Regions from separate parts of the Zea mays genome. Here region 2 is linked to region 1. The links are chromatin contacts, called in public Hi-C maps. All regions are on one chromosome and are shown on one strand. Each heading gives the region's core, a stretch centred on a gene start, on an enhancer-like site or on the middle of the called end of the contact. The rest is flanking DNA. Distances are from core to core; before and after follow the strand shown.

Evidence for each region. A called contact is a pair of places that touch in the nucleus more often than the background predicts.
Region 2: a contact with region 1 is called in a Hi-C map of ear, with 3 times the contacts expected there. The contact joins the enhancer-like site here to the promoter of LOC100381656 in region 1. A contact is called at or near these places in 3 of 25 Hi-C or Micro-C datasets (ear, leaf and tassel).

The regions. Positions count from the first base shown.
Region 1 is chr2:42,355,900-42,358,678 of Zm-B73-REFERENCE-NAM-5.0, reverse strand. It overlaps LOC100381656 (Sterile alpha motif (SAM) domain-containing protein), which reads left to right and starts at 1,338. Exons shown (of 6, transcript NM_001174471.1): 1 at 1,338-1,524.
Region 2 is chr2:42,563,763-42,566,541 of Zm-B73-REFERENCE-NAM-5.0, reverse strand. No RefSeq gene overlaps it. Among protein-coding and RNA genes, the nearest start is that of LOC109944162, 19 kb to the left of the region's middle. Within about 2 kb of position 1,396, at least 20 of the 20 cell types and tissues checked have an H3K27ac peak or open chromatin away from gene starts, as enhancers often do. A contact at or near this core is called in ear, leaf and tassel, where this site is marked.

The sequences.
Region 1 (2,779 bases), core at 89-2,588:
CGGGGGGCAGCTGAGGCGCTAACCGTGCTTCGACAGTGAGCTTTGGTTTGGGCCACAACAAGCAAATGGGCCTCCCAGAAAGCGTGTATTTCGTATTTGCAAGCCAAACTTAGTACCACATCAGGTACTAAACTGTGCACGCATCTGTTTATAAGTGTCAGTGCGGATACAACATTGTGGTCTTGGTTGGGCGGCAACCTGTATAGGCTTGGCTGTGCGCGAGCTTTTATTCCTACACAGCTAGATTTTTTGGACCCGACAATGGCAGAACGCTACGGGTGGGACATGGGAATGGCGCCACGGGTGGGACATGGGAATGGCGCCACGGGACATGGGAATCGGAATGGCAACGCTACGGGTGACGCTACGGGTGGGACATGGGAATGGCGCCACGGGACATGGGAATCGGAATGGCAACGCTACGGGTGGGACATGGGAATGGCGCCACGGGACATGGGAATCGGAATGGCAGAACCAGGAATGGGGCAGCCTACCCCTTAGAGTCTTAATAAGTAGTATAGATATATATATATGTTGAGATGATGAAGGTATGCCATTCATGACCTTCGTTCGAAGATCATTATATCCTTGAGGACATAATGCTTCGAAGAACGAAGGACATTGACAAGTAACCTGTTTTGGTGTTGCCTTGTTCTCAATTTATAACATTTGAGAGCAAGTCCCCAACAAAGGCCAAAATTTTAACATCCAAATAGATATCTGGATCCATCCATATTTAGGTCCCAAAATGAGTCCAGCACATTTAATTAATAATGCTGGGCTGAGAGTCCAGCCCCATGAACTGGCCCGCCACGTGCTGTAATAATTATGAGCCAGACCGGTCCAAAATTCAATTATAACCGTCCATGTCTTTTCGGACTTGGACCGTGTTGCGCGGTCCGGCTGTATATCTATAGTCGACCAGGACAAGAAATGGAGCACAATATTTTTTTTAGAAAAACTAAGATGTATAACCCATTGCAAGAGGATATTTTGCTAGTAGAAAGTTAGGACTTATTTAGAACAGTTGCAGTTTTAGAAAATTTGATAAAATTAGTAAGTAGATTATTAGGTGCTTTAGAAAATCGTGTACGCCTTTAAAAATATTTAGATAATCTATTTGTTTATTATTTAGATTAAAATAATTTTAAAACTATTTAAATTAATATTATAAACAATCTCCCGCTAGAGCTGGAGACTTGAGTCATCCAAACACTCGCACGTCGAAATCTGGAAAGCGCAAAAGGCCCGCACGCACCTGCGTCTGTGTGCAGCGACCAGCGACGCAACAACTTCCGTTCCGTCCCCGGCGCCGGTAAACGACGTCTCACTTTCAACGCACATCCCCAATCTTCATTCCCCTGAAACCCTAGCCGCTCCGTCCGGTCGCGCCACTCCCTTCGCCTCTCTAAGGTTCCGGCGGAAGCCGTCCTCTGCGTGACTGCGTCGGCTGCGGTGGAGATGGCTTCCTCGTCGGCGTCTTCGAGGCACCAGGTCACCATCACCCTCGGCCGCAGCGGTCAGGTGGGCTGTCCAGTCTGGGTCAACCCATGCTTATAAGGCTAGCGTGGTCTCATTCTCCATTGCGGTTTTCCCTACGGCATCTTCCATGGTTTGAATGTTGATTGATTAGCATCAGAGCAGATTCTCCCGCAAGAGAGAACAGGGCCGATGATCTGGTAGAGGTCTGTATAGCATTGGTTAACCTTAGTTTGGGTCTAGTGTGCGGGGTATCAGGTATTGTATGGTGGATCCTACGCGTTTTGGTGTGTCAAAAGTTGGTTGCATGGTGTTGGATTTGGTTGTTGACTATCGAGGGTACAGTTCTGCTGCGTACCTCAAATCAAGGGATGCTGCTGTGATTTTTGGAAGGTGGCTTAATCTATGTGTGATTGCTCACTTGGTAGTTTTGAGTTTCTAACTAGTGTGGTTGGGGTGGGAGGTTGGGCTAACATGATAAGTACATGTATGGGTGTTCTGATGTTGTGGGATATAGTCATGGTTATTAAAGCGGTAAAACGTTATGAACCAACTTTTTAACATTTAAACGTTTAAACGAATGTTGAAACGTCTTTCATACTTGACATAGAAATTCAAATATAGAATAAGTTCATACATAAGTTGAGTTCACAAACCAAATAGCATAAAAAGAAACAGATCAAGTTTAACAACACAAGTTCAACCACATAAGTTACAACTTATGCATGATAAGTAACCATCATCGAACTCATCAATATGAAGACCATGAGCATCCACGCCTTGATCATCACCATCTTTTCCACTATTGCTTCCTTCAATTTCTTCTTCCACATCAAGATCATCAAGAATATATGGTTGCACAATCAGTGCTCACCAATATGGTTGAGCAAATAGAGCTTGAATGATTGATTCACTGTTGGGCAATATGGTTGCACAAAATCAGTACTCACCAATATGGTCTGCTGTGGGCGTAGTGTCGCAGTTCGTGGCCGGCGGAGAAGACGAGGGCGGCGGCACAGCGGCTGGCTGAGGAGCAGTGGCTGGCTGAGGAGAGGAGAGTGGCGGCTGGCTGTGTGGCTGAGGAGAGGAGAGCAGAGCGGCGGCCGGCGCAGAAGAGGAGGGGGGCGGCCGGCTGTGGCTGAGGAGAGAGGAGAGCAGAGCGGCGGCTGGCTGAGGGAGTGAGGGCGCCGCGTCCAGCGCTGGCCAGTGCCCAGGAAAGTGACCTAGAAAATGCTAAAGGCCCAGGACGGGTAGAACTTCCTCAGAACGTGTAAAACGCCCTAAAACACTATTTGAACGC
Region 2 (2,779 bases), core at 147-2,646, 210 kb before region 1:
CATAAGCATAAGCAGATCATGTGCATGAAAATATTTTCACATATTTAAACATGCATTTTTCTACTAATTATTTACTGCGAAAAATAATTAACCGCAATATAAAACATACTTTATTCTATTTTTTATTTGTAACCGAAAATAAATAGAATAAACAACATAGAGCATATATGAAATAATTCAACCAGAATTTTCTAGGGCGATTTTCAAGCCAACCATCGCGTGCTCAGTAACTATCAGAGTATCACATGCAAGCGTCAAGTCAGTCTGCATGCAAGGTTGGAGGCGTATATGCATGCAAGTATGCAACCATTGCAATTCCAGTTCTTTTTTTGTACATTGCTCCCAAGTAGGCAAGTACGAGTGCCACACATGCATAGCGTTTAACTACCAGCCGATTTGACCGGGAGCACAGCGCTCTCAACTGCCCACAGCTTTGATCGGGGAGCACATGGAGCGCGCGACGACCGTGCAAGGCCCACTCCTGGCCCGAGGCCGCGCTCCACGTTACGCATGTTGCATAGGTACGTGACCCGTTACTATTTTTTCTCCTGGAAAAATAGATTGGTGCCTGCGTAGTACAGATTGTGGCCGCGTTGTACAGGTTGCATGCAGCCATGCGGGGTGGTTCCTCGCCGATTGGTTGGAATGGAAACTCATGCCATTTAGCGTCTGATCCGCTTCCGGCGGCCAGGAGCTTATCTCCCCATCGTGGCCAGCAGAGTCGCCACCATTTTTATCACCGCGAACTATGTATTCAATCTATACAGAAAGACATACCATTGTATTGCGTAGGAGAGGAATCGAAGACTGTCGCGTAGGACAGTTCGGCTAGGCCGGAGACCTGCCGGATTGACGGAGAGTTGATGCAGATCCAATCTCGCAGCAACGTCGAGGTAGAGCGTGCTGATAACGTGTTGAGAACTACGTCACCACGGATCACCAGATCCGCTCCTTTCCCTCCCGTCAGCAGTAGAGGCGCGAGAAGCTGTAGAAGACCCGTCTCCCTTCCCATAAGCACGACAGAGGAAACACACGAGACACATGGGTAGGGTTGGGCCTCTGGCCTCTTTCTCTTCTCTGTATTATGAGGGAGTGTACAGGTTCCTTATATAGAGATGTGAGACCCCTCAGGGGCAAAGCAGGTATTTGCCCACATAACCCTAATTAGGGTTACTTAACATCAACAACGCGCGCTGAAGCAGTGGCCACTAGTAGGCAGTAGCCAAGGGAACAAGTTCGTATGGGCCGCAGAGGCCATAGGCACGGCGCGTTAGTAGGCTTCTCAGCCATTTGTTGGCTTCTCGGCCCAGTTCGCTTGCGGCGTCCGGAGAGTGGGCCGGCGCCCGAGTCCGCTCCTTCGAAATCCGATTCCCGGGCCCTGTCTCCCGTGCGCTCAGGGCCGATCGTCGCAGCCAGGCCGGATCGTAGACTACTAGTAGCTTCATGCCACGCGTGCGCTGCCTTCCTCCCTCCCGTGACCGCAAATCACGTCGTCTCCCTCGGTGGACGTCTTTCACGGGCGAGCGCCCGTGACCGCCGACCTCCTGGGGTTACTGCCCGCTGGATCTTCCACCGACGCATCGATCGATTTGCCCGGCGGACCCCAGCCTTACCTTCTGCGTGAGGACGACCGCCGGCGACGTGCCAACTGCCAAGCGCAGGCATGATGGTGCTCGTCATGCTCGCTACCGGCCCCCGGCGAGTCGCGTCCGCTGAGCGGCTGAAGCGGTGTAGAGCGAGCGGGCGTGCGCGCGCCAAAATCACGGGGGAGGGCAGTCTGTCGGCGGAGCGAGCTGCCTGCCTACTTACTACTACTACCTGCTAACCGAAGGAAGCGCCGCCGGCGCCGCATACGGCCGGCCGCGCGTGGCGGTGCATCATGTCACGTGAAGGCGCAGCCGCTCCTCCCGGACGGTACGCTAGTACCTGGAACTGGAATGATGACGGGGGTCCATTTCCCGTGCAATTACGCACAGCCAAAACACTGTCCCACCCGCCGGCGCACTCCCTGGCTCTTTCTCGCTCATCAGTCGGTCGTCTCGTCGGCCCGAGCGCACGCAGGTACAAGATAAAAAAAATCACCAGCTACAAGATCCACGACATGGAAGCAAGAGCTCAGAACACGGCTCGACGTAAAGAAGAATGAAACGTGTCGTGCCTCAAACTTATTCACGATAGATATCGTGTTTAGGCCACCACAACACGAAGTGAGGCATAAATTAGAAAACTAGCGTTTAAATAATTATTTTATGCTTTAATATTTGTTATCTCTTCACAAAAGTTATAAAAAACATTGCTTTCTCTTTCTCATACGATTTTTTAATCTACAACAAAGCTACGAATAATTTGAAGATGTATTCTCTTGATATATTGAAAACTCTCTTGTGGGTTTTGAATTAGCCTAAGGTGTAGTAATGCTTTGAATTAGCGTAAGTATGTGCAATTTGGCATATAAGGCCAAAGTTAAGATTTTAATGTAAGCACATATTTAGGGGAGCATTCTATAAACTTAGAATTCAAAATTTGTGCTTTAAATCTTATTCTTGTGTAAGCTTTAATTGTGTTGCCATCAATCACCAAAAAGGGGAGATTGAAAGCTCTCTTGTGGGTTTTGGTGGTTTGGATGACAACCCAATTATAGGACTAACAAGTGTGCTAAGTGTTGAACAGGTGCATAATGCAAAGCTAACAGGGTTCAACTCAAGTGAACAAGTGTGATGGTCCAAAGACTGAATTATCTATAGATGATGGACATCACAAGTAAGATGGACATTGCTTA